Regions from separate parts of the Mus musculus genome. Here region 1 is linked to region 2. A link is a contact called in public HiChIP or PLAC-seq data. All regions are on one chromosome and are shown on one strand. Each heading gives the region's core, a stretch centred on a gene start, on an enhancer-like site or on the middle of the called end of the contact. The rest is flanking DNA. Distances are from core to core; before and after follow the strand shown.

The links. HiChIP or PLAC-seq counts read pairs in DNA pulled down with a chosen protein or histone mark.
Region 1: a contact with region 2 is called in an H3K27ac HiChIP or PLAC-seq map of trophoblast stem cells, with 6 times the contacts expected there. The contact joins two enhancer-like sites. A contact is called at or near these places in 2 of 15 datasets of contacts at CTCF or cohesin (both in the NIH/3T3 cell line), 5 of 484 Hi-C or Micro-C datasets (the AtT-20 cell line, the HL-1 cell line, bone marrow-derived macrophages and 2 more), 4 of 115 datasets of contacts at active chromatin or transcription factors (T-cell acute lymphoblastic leukemia, embryonic stem cells, extraembryonic endoderm stem cells and 1 more) and 1 of 9 other capture datasets (embryonic stem cells).

Annotation. Positions count from the first base shown.
Region 1 is chr13:110,966,730-110,971,928 of GRCm38.p6, forward strand. No RefSeq gene overlaps it. Among named protein-coding and RNA genes, the nearest start is that of 4930526H09Rik, 65 kb to the left of the region's middle. Within about 2 kb of position 1,487, at least 130 of the 459 cell types and tissues checked have an H3K27ac peak or open chromatin away from gene starts, as enhancers often do. A contact at or near this core is called in trophoblast stem cells and uterus, where this site is marked.
Region 2 is chr13:110,443,008-110,448,761 of GRCm38.p6, forward strand. No RefSeq gene overlaps it. Among named protein-coding and RNA genes, the nearest start is that of Plk2, 51 kb to the left of the region's middle. Within about 2 kb of position 2,059, at least 35 of the 459 cell types and tissues checked have an H3K27ac peak or open chromatin away from gene starts, as enhancers often do. A contact at or near this core is called in trophoblast stem cells and uterus, where this site is marked.

The DNA of each region.
Region 1 (5,199 bases), core at 237-2,736, 520 kb after region 2:
TGAGCCAAAATATTGCACAGTTTTCTGTCATTCTCTCTTGGGTTGCATCTGTGTTAAAAAGATTCTCCCCAAAAGTGGCAAGGGGCACCCTTTCCTGAATTCCCAGCTCTTGTCAGGAATAACAAATTTCTAAAGAACTAAATTAAAAAGAAAGTTCAAAAAGGAAATCTCTCTTCTAGTCTTTCTTATTGCACAGTACAAATGGCTAAGGACTCCAAGGGAGACCACCATAAACTCTGTAGAACAAAGTGTAGTATTTCACTGTGAATTAGCCTGTTAAAAAAAATGTTACAAAGCAGAGCTCATTGTTTTAGGATTTACTGTTCCACACATCCTAAAGATATGATAAGAAACTATGAAGTCAGCACTGTAGCTATTGAGACAGCGAGAGCAGACAAGCTCCATCCAGAAACAAATAGATTTCCTACAGACCTGTGATCTTGCTTATCTAAGAGGAAGGTTTTGTTTGCTTGTCAATCAAGCAGAGCAGATCTTCTGGGCGCGCGGCCACACCTTGGACTGGGGAAGCTCAGGAAGGAAGGAATGTGGGAAGGAAGAGGGGAGAGGCCATTTCCTGATGGGTCAGCTGCTGGCAAGTGTCTGGACCCTGGGAAAGCTGTGGTGTAAGCCTTCCTCTCCTTGGAGAGCAAGCAGAGCAGCAGGAACAATGGTGTGAAACTCTGCCGGTAACTCCCAGGTCACGCCTGGAGCAGCATGGTCCACCGGCAGCAGGTTATGCCTCAACATGTCCTGGACTCTCGGCAGCCTGCTGTTTAAACCTCCCTGTGCAATCCCTCTGCCAACATGAAGCATATTCTCAAGGCAATTTCTCTCCAAGGGAGACAAAGAGCATCTAGCACTGGGTTAACTGAAAAGCCATGGCATGGGAGAAAAGGCCTTCTAAGACTCTCAGACTGCCAATCCCAGAGATCTTGACTGACAGTTCTTATGTTTTAACATCCCAAGTGATCTTTTTATGTTCAGTTTCTGATTAATCTGCAGAGCATCCTCCTGTGTTAGGCTACTCAGGATCTGTAGAATGAGTTAAAAGACACCATTCCCTGCTCCAGGCTTGGTCTCCCCACGCTCTGAAAGGGCTGTGCCAAGGAAACTTACTTCTACTGTTAATGTCTCAGCTAAAAGGTGCTTAATCATTGTAAGAATTTCTTAGCTGGGCGTGGTGGGTACATGCATATAATTCCAACATGTGGGAGGTGGGGGCGGGGCCATCAGGAATTTGAGGTTATCCTGAACAACATAGTGAGTTCATGTCCAACCTAGAATACAAAGTACAAAATCTGAAGAAAAACGAAACAAAACTACAAAAATGAAAACAAGGACCAGCTGGGTTGGTGCAGAGGAAAGCCAAGATAAACCAAGAAAAAAAAAAATAAAACACATCAATTTAAAAATACCTTATTCAATATTCAAGACAAGATTTCCTACTGTTCCTAGTCTAAGAGACTAGTTTAGGGTAATCTCTTTCCCTCCCTTCCTCTTTCACACAGTGTAAGCAGGGCATTTGGCTCCTCCCTAGCACAGTGCAAGCCTCCATGTTCTTTAAATCTGGTACATTCCTGCCCTCTAGAGGACAGAGTTCCAATCACTGCTAGGATCAAACAGTTGCTTTGTGGAGACTGAATTGTCAAATTCATAGCCGTGAAGTACTCTTGGCTCACACAGGCACAACAGCTTTCAAAAAAATAATCTTTCTTCAGGTGATTCCCAGGCATCAAATTTACCTAAAGGTCATTTTTCTTATAAACAGGAGTAGTTCGTTGTTGGTGAAAATGTAATACCATATGGATTTATTTCTCTGTTTTTCCTACACGTGCTTAAATTGGCCAAAACAGTGGCAATGAGCTTAAGCCAATGTCTTTGGAGCTTCTCCCTAATCCTCACCCCTCAGTTCTCAACACAGGAGTCCAAGAGCGCCAGGAAGATCATCCAAAGAAGTCATTCTTCAATCCCTTTAAGCCGATGGGGCTTTGCACTTCCCGGGCAGGATTGAAGCAGCCAGACACATGCTGTCGCCTTCTCCTCCACTAGGAGAACTTCCTAGCAGAGCCAAGAGGGCCAAGTGACGTTCTCCAAGTGACGTTCTCCAGGCCACAGAGTTGGATTGAGGCATATGGTGCAATGGAACCCAAACTGCTGATAATGTTTTTAAGCCTGTGGCATCAGTTTTCTATTCAAAGACCAAGCCAGAGGTTTGCGTTATTTTATTTTTAGTTACATAGACACCAGGCTATTTATCACCAGGGACAGAAGTGAATCTAGCACTGCCCCCTGTGTGGTGGTTTGAATGAAAAGGGCCTCCATAGGTGCAGAGGGAGTGGTACTATTAGGAGGCATGGCCTTGTTGAGGAGGTGTGCCACACTGGAGGTAGCTTCGAAGTTTCAAATGCTCAAGCCAAACCCAGTGTCTCTTTCTCTTCCTGGTGCTTTCAGATCCAGATGTAGAACTCTCAGCTACTTCCCCAGCACCACACCTGCCCAGATGCTGCCATGCTTCCTGCCATGATGAAAATGGACTTAACCTAGAAACTGTAAGGCAGCCCCAATTAAATGTTTTCCTTTATAAGAGTTGGGTAGTCATAGAGTCTCGTCACAGCAATTGTCACTCTCCAACATGTGTCTATTTCAGACTAGGTCATGGCACCATTGGATATGGTGATCTTCCTGGTTACAGTCATCTATATTCTGGAACCTTGGAAAGTGTTTGTGATGCTGGCTGTCCTTTTATAACAACTTTCTGGCCTTTGTTCTCTTCCGTTTATGAATAAGAAACTAAGGAATATCACTAGACCAGGCCATAGAGCATACAACTGTAAGATCTCTTCTGCTCTAAAATGTGTCATTTCTGTTTCATCACGAAGTTTCTAACAAAGAAAAGAGCACTAGATCGATGCATAAATTACTTCATCTATTTGCTTTTAAAATAAGATGGGAACTGACATGCCTTAGGCTTCATACTTCACCGGCAGAGCTAGGGCTAATAGGGATTCTTAATTTCAAGCCAGTCACTGTACAAAGTCTATTATAGCTCCTTTCTCATCCTCCTCCCCTGACACACACACCAGCTGCAGAGGTCCACCGTGAAATCACCATACACATCAGAAAGATGTTGTCTTTGACAGTTCCTTCCTTGCTCTCTCCACTTAATCATCTTCAATGCTGCATCTTTCTAGGGTGTGCAGATGGCTACCAACTCCAGTCCCCCAAACCTGCCTCACAGTTATGTCTGACTTAGTGGGCCCTTATCTATATCCAGGTTGGAATGAAACTTTGATTTCCCAGGGCACAAGACAAAGTATGTCAATAATGAGGAGAGCAGCTGGACCTAAGACTCAATATTTGAAGGACTATGGGAAAGATTTGAAAACCAGAGTCTGTCTAGAATTGGAAATTTTCTACTTTTCTAAAAACCCACTCAAATGACTGTTGGGGGAAGCCCGGATGATTTCTCAGCAAGTTGGTTTCTGCTTCTAACGTCATGTTCAAGTTCTCGTCTGATTATGACTTACTAGAAGGTGACTTTAAAATGGCATATGGGTTAAATTGTACTTCTCTACTCATGGTGAAAGGATGGAAAGGAAAGAATGCAAAACTGTACAACCCACGTACCACATGGGTGTGGTTATTTAATCTATAATTTTTTCTCTTTATCCACTTTCTACTGCACACTCATGCTCAATCCAGCAAGTTTAGGCTTCTCAGTCAGGTGCCAGCTTCCAGGAATATGTGAGCAGCTCCAGCAGAAATTCAGAAACAAAGCTGGGGATGAGTACAGTTGCACAGGCCTATAGCCTATCACACAGGAGTTAGAGGCTGGAAGATCAAGAATTCAAGGCCATCTCCAGCTACATAGTAGATGCAAGGCCAGCCTGAGCTCAAAAAGATCAAGAGTTCAAGGTCACCTTCGGCTACATAGAGCTGTGAGCTCTATGAAATCTTGTCTCAAAAAAGAAATACTTAGAAAAAAAGGTGGCTTGAGGGTTAGCCAGAGAATTCACCAGTCTCCATTAGCAGTTAGCACTGGACTCCACTGTCAGGGTTAATGACAGTTTTCAGTGTCTCATCATTGAAGTCCAGGAAAGGGAACTGTGGAAACCACGAGGGTTTTCTTCGCTAGCGTTTCAAAGTGTCCTTCATTCTTAGAAATCAGGAGTTTCCTATCTGGCCTCAAGAACGGAACAATCTTTCTAGTTTGGCCTTTGGGAACTATTACCAAAAATCAGTTAGAAAAATTTCCCTTTCAATTGGCCAGTGATCTAGAGTGTTAGTGGTCCCTGTAACAGTAGGAGATAGATGTGTGTCACAGATGGTTGCCCAGCTGTAGGGCTGTGGAGGAGCAGTGAAGAGGGAATTAAAGGTTTTCTCCTCAGTTATGACAGCTGGTCCTACCTTGTTCCAATACTGGGCAGCTGATGTATATTATAGCAAGAACTAATTAGAAAGTCCTCTTCAACCTTCTCTACCCATTGGCCATGGTGAAGCTGTTAATGACAGATCTGCAGAAAGGCTTCCTATTAGACACTTATCCATGGCATTTTTTGGAGTTTTGTTTTTCACCTTTTTCTAGTTCTGCTCCTGGATGAATGGTTTGTGTGGTGTTATTGGGTGTATTCAAAATTCAGCTTGTCTCACTAATTACATTGAGGTTGTACAGACCATTGTCCAATTTACCACTGTTCCCTAAAACCTCTTCCTTCTCAGCCAGCAGACACATAATAACGATTAAAAGCAGAGGGAAAGGGAGCCTGCAGCTAGAAAATGTAGCAGGCTACAAAATGTGGAGCAGAAAAGAAGCACTTAAATGTTCTTGATGCAATTGTCTGGATAGATATAAAAAGCAATATTTAATATTTATCTAACTTCTCCTGCAGGCAAAGCTGACAAAATCAGTCTTCTAAGACAATATTGTGTGGGAAACTAATTCAGGAGGAAGCTGTAGTCTAGTTTACAGAGGCAGTCTTGGTTTTATGTATCAAATAATAAGGACTTGGAGGGGGGGAGGTCCAACAACAGTACAGAATTGTAGGGAACTATAGACCAGAGGAGAGGAGAGAAGAGAAGGGAGGGGAGAAGAGAGGGAGGGGAGGGTTGGGGAGGGGAGGGAGGGAAAAGGGGGAGAGGAAAGAGAGAGGCATCAGATAGCTCAGTGATGTCTAGAGAGATGCAGCTGTTCAGTTGGGA
Region 2 (5,754 bases), core at 809-3,308:
TATCACAACCAGTGAGAGTTGCTGGACCATCCAATATGTTCAATAAGTACTTGCTTTAAATTAAGTTGAACTCAGTCTTATCCTGGAGGGAGGAAACTACTTCTAGGCATAACATTGATCACTTCAAAATGTGGGTTCCACTAGACAAAGGTTAAGGACACTTACTGCTGAAGGTGGCTACTCCAAAGAAAGTCAAGTACATTTTCGAGTTTTACACTAGGAGAGCCAGTGATTGTTTTTAAGTAAATTGTGTAGATAGACATAGATAAGCTGCTATTTAATCCAACATGTGCTTCTTAATTATGCTTTTTTTTTAACTAAGAAAAGTGTGAGAAATCTAATGTACATTTCTAATTCACACTATAATATCATGGATTGTATAGAAATTGTGGCATGGTGTTAAATAAATGTAGAAACCCATGAAACTTGGAGCTCAACACTGACACACGAACAGTCTGACTTGGGAAGGGAAGAGGTTATGACCTTTCTTGTGGCTTTTCTACAATCTCGCTTAAGTTCACATCAGAGAATCCTGCTTCTCTTCAGAATGCCTAGTTCTGTCAATTCCTGGCAGGCGTTAGATTACATAGAGCCTTAACACTCTAGAAATAGCTTGTTTTAATCTAACTGTTGGCACAGTGGGTTTTCCTTGAGCTTGCTAAGAGTGCCCCGAAAACTCTGTGGCTTGTTGGAGATTTCAATAGCTCTCCAGCAGGGGTTCACTTCCATCCTTGGTTTTCTGGTAAGAGTTCTTGTCTCCTGAGCCAGAAATAAACGTTGGTTATTGATTGTAAAAATACAACCCGAAGACTTATTCGATCTTTCAATGAAAATATCAGAAAAAAAAAGACTTCTGCTGATAATCAGGTTTCTCCCTTCTGGTTGCTTGTGGTTGTGTTGAGAAGACAAATTATTAACTAAACAATCATCAAGGTGATTAGGCATTGCCAATATGGCCATGTGTGGCTCGTAGTAAGCCAGTATTTAGCTTAGGAAGAGTAAAGTAGATTTCAGATCTGTGGGTGAGTGTTAAGAGAGACTGGCATTCAGGATTTTTAAAGGGGGGGTTTAGTTCACTACTCAAAGAGTATCTATCATATGATTAAGTTTTCCTTCATTTAACGGTTACCTTCCCGAGACATTGAAAACCAGATCAGATACCTACAGGAAGGGCATGCAGAGGGCATTGCTAAAGCCTGGGAGACACGGGAGTATGGATATGACCACAAAGATGCCTTTCCAACATCTATAGGAATGTAATGGAACAACTTAGTGAGCAAGGAATGAATGCTGTGGTTGATTCCCAGGAGAAACCAGACACTGCCCCCAGCAACCCGTACCTGGCAAAATGATCATGATAGTTCAGTTAATTTGATTCATGTAACATATTTTAGAAATCACTTGTAACAAAAGTCGGCAGAAGAATTTATCTTCAGATTTGGAGCAAACTCTTACCTGAGTTGCCTGTGTTCTTTTATGTAACTGGGTAAGTGCTGACTCTGCACTGAGCTTAACGGTGTGTGCATAGTTTCCACTAATGAGAGAGATTAAACACCAGGCAACTCACATACACAGCTTCCAAAACTTCAAGGCATTTTCAAAGCAAACGATTCCTACTTTGAAGACTGCAGTGGAATCTAAACTCTGTTTCTAAATGTTTGAAGGATTCCTTCTGTGCCAAGAGTTATAAGCAGAGTGTGTATATTATTTCTCTCTCCTTTTGGCTGGTTCCTAAATTTTAATTTGAATCTTAGAAAATTTGAGAGGAAAGGCAGTAGATAACAGGGTTGGGTGCCAAGGCTTGGAATTAGGTTTGGACCTGAAGCCCAGCATCGATGCTTATTTGAGGCTGAGCCAGTGACCATCTCTGGTCTTCATTCCCTGACATTTGATAAAGTTTATCGCTGAGCCTCACAGTATGTTTGCCTGTCTTTTCTTCTCAATTCACTTCTTTGAGGCTTATGGGTAAAACAGAGAGCCACACTTATTGTGCTGTGGCCATTGTCCTCCTGTGACTCTGAGTGACTAGTTCTTGCTTTTGAACTCTGGCCAATTTTCTCCGGTTAACAGCAAAGTGCCAGGGGAAGGAAAACACATAAAGGGGTTGGGCCAGTTGTCCTCTGAAACACTTAGGATGGAAAGGTCAGAGAAGTGGGGGATGGGCCAAGACTCAAAAGCAGCCATTTGCTGCTTTTGGTGTTCTAGGCCTGAGTTTTTCTTCACAGTTGAGATCACAGCCCAGCTTCCTGACTTTGGGTTTCAATTTGGCCTAATGTGCTCTTCGTATGTACAGTGTGCCTGTGGGTTGTTTTCACAGAACTACACAGACTTTCGGTTGAGGAGAGCCTTTCAGTCTCATACCAGGGATGCTTCTATCTTTCAAAGCATTCCTTCCAAGTCAGGATGAACTGGTCGTACTGGTAAGAAATCCTGCCTCAGGGAAAAGCTGGCTGGGCTCTGTCTGCTGCCCACTCATTTCTAATTGCTCTTTACCTGCAGAAACCGGGCCATGCTAAGTCTGCAGAGCCTAGAACAGCCTTCAGGACCATCGTATCCTCTCCTCAGATGTGTGTCGCATGACAGGGTCAGAAACTGTGTGGTCTCTCAAAGCTCTGTTCCTGAGGCTCTGGCTGTTCCTTATCCATAGGGCAGATGCTTGTCTTCTGGTGACCTCCAGATCTAGCCAAACTCTGCAGAAACAAAACAAAACAAAACAAAACTCTTTCTGGAATATTCTACTAGGATTTCCACACCCAGAGCGAACCTTACTTACTTTCTATAATATCGTTCTGTTCACACAGGACCGAGATTTCTGCCTAGTTTTTGCACATTCTTTCCAATCTATTTCACTTAACCAAAAGTCCGCAAATTTGGTGTGAAGGATTACCATAATTCCTTGCTATGTGTGCTCATGACAAAGTTTCAGGTTAAGATTCTCCCATTGGTCTTCTGTTGCTGGTGTGGAAACTTTAGTCATAAATAACTATAACCCTCTCGGGAGTGTGAAGTTCCAAATATTAGATTCCCTCATGAACTCTCACATTTGTGAAGTACGGTGTTCTTAAAATTCAGTTAATGTCAGTTGAGTGTTAAGGGTCCTGTTTAGTTCCGAACTGTAATGGTTGTTGCATAACTAATGCAAATTGGAAGTAACTGATGTGGTTTTGTTTTGTTTTTTCCTAGATGAGATGCAGGAGGTAAAAGCCACGCCCCCATGCTGCTCAGCCAACAGAATCAATTTGGCATCCTGTTGCTCTCCCTGGCTTTTCTTGCCTCATAGCCTTTGGTGAAATGTAGTTTTGTGGATATTTCTTATGGGCAAAATAGGAATCTCTACTTTTGGGACGACATCTTACGTTAGTGAGGATTATGCTCAGAGGATTAAATGCCCTTTACAATAAATTAAGAGCAATGATCATACTGCTTTCATCTTGTAATAGGACGATATAACTTAAGGAATAGAATAAGCCCTGTGTGGCTCAATCATGTCTGTGCTTTGCTCAGTGATGCGATGTGGGTTATACATCCCCAGAAGCAGATTTTCTCAGCAGCAACATTTATGGTACAGCAGGCTAACTCATGGCCAAATCCTATACCGTGCTGTTACTTGGCTGTCTCCCTCCCCCAGGCTTTTATTTTTACCTTGTGTTCTATCAGTAGAGCTGAGGTCTGTGGTCATGTGGAAGTCATGCTGCACTTTTAGGCTCCCCATCTGCCAGTTGTCTGAGTGGTGTTCTCTCTCTAGAGACATCTGTTTGTCGTTCTCTCTCTAGAGACATCTGTTTGTCTGCCACCCTTGCTGTTCCTGCGTGAAACGTCATGACCATCGATTTGTCAGTAGATTGGCTAAGGTATCACTCCATATTCAGACCTATTTGCAGATGCGGTATTTAGAAATGAGACATTTTATAGTTATCTTAGTCATATTTTATAGCATCGGGCCATGGTACCTATCATTTCTCTGTGAAAAATCAACATTTCTGTCTTCCTTTGGGTGTGGCCAGGACATAGGACTCAAGAATCACACTGTTCAGGTTCATTCCTGTGCTAACTCTTTATTCCTTTAATAGTACTGAATAACAACAGTATTGTCATGAGAGGGTACAGAAAGTGTTTCGTTCTCAATGTTGCATTACCAGTCAGCATGGCTCGGTGGCTCTCAGCACTCTTGGTAGCTGCTTCAGTGGTTATTTTTATAATTTTATAATTGTCAATGGGAGTCAAGAAGGAAGAGCGATGAAATCAGATTCCCCAAATAAATGTATGTACTTAGGCATGCGTGACATACATGTATGTTTCAAGAGAAGGAATAAATGCTCAAGGAGAGCACGAAAACTTTTGTCACAGATCAATCCTGAGGGGCTGACAGGAAAAAGAATCACTGTTCACAAAGCCTGTAACCAACAGAATATTTATGAAAGTTGTAAATGGGAGCCGACCTAGCATAACTCCAATGTGGAATATTCTACTACAAAGAACATTCTAGAAGAGAATCAGATCGGTGTGGAAGAACTCCAAGGAACATTTCTGTGGGACAAAGGCAGACCAGAATCTTCCCCTGCTGTGCTAGGCCAGCCTGGAGTTCAAGGCCTGACCTAGACAAGTGGCCTGCGTCGAGCCTGAGGGTGTGCAGCTGGCCTCTTCATGTATCCAGAAGGCTGCTGAGAAGGGTCCACAGATGTCCCGTCACCCTGTGCTGCACTATGGGATTTTTTTTCTCATAGCCTAAAATGTATTATGTTCCATGAGATCACAGTTTATACTGAGGAGAAAAACAGGACATTGTCCTCTTCTTAAGTCCCCAGCTCATTATACAACCTAGAAATCACTGGCCAGAGAAAAATGGCAGATGCGACTTTGTTTATGTTTAAAACCCCTGTAGAAAGAATTCAATTTTATGATCAGTTTTTATAAACAACAAAATGAAGCGCAACATTGTAGAGCACATCACCAGAAAAAATGCCTGTAGTGTGAAATTTATAAATTTACCTCAATTACTCTGCCAATAATATTGACTCTTTACATCTACAGGTATGAGTTAGCTATCCATTTATATGGGTATTTATATATTCTAATAAAATTTTGCATGATTTTCATGATTCTATCTCTCTCTCTCTCTCTCTTTTTTTCTTTTGGTTTTTTGGAAACAGGGTTTCTCTGTGTAGCCCTGGCTGTCCTGGAACTCACTTTGTAGACCATGCTGGCCTCGAACTCAGAAATCCACCAGCCTTTGCCTCCTGAGTGCTGGGATTAAACGTGTGCACCACCACACCCGGCTTAAGATTCTATCTCTTATTAGGCTTATTTATTTCTAGATTAAAAAGTAAATTTTGTTGCCTTTGTACATATCCCTTTATATGTTTTTGACAGTGATAGACAGCAATTTTGGTGTCTACATTCTTTTGTCTAAATTTATACCACATATTTTTAGGACAAGCCTTTCCTTTTTATATTTATTTTATTCATTCATTCATTCATTCATTCACTCACTTAATATCCTGCTCACTGCCCCACTTCTGGTTGCTCCTTCCCCTATCTTTTCCTTCCTTTCTCCTCTGGGAGGGCGGGGCCCCCCTATGTATTCCTCCGCCCTGGTACATCCTCTCCCCCTGAGTCCAGACAAGGTAGCCCAGCTAGAACATATTCCACGGACAGGCAACAACGTTTGGGATAGCTCCAGCTCCAGTTGTTCAGGACCCACATAAAGACCTGGTTGCACATCTGTTACATATGTGTGGGGAGACCTAGGTCCAG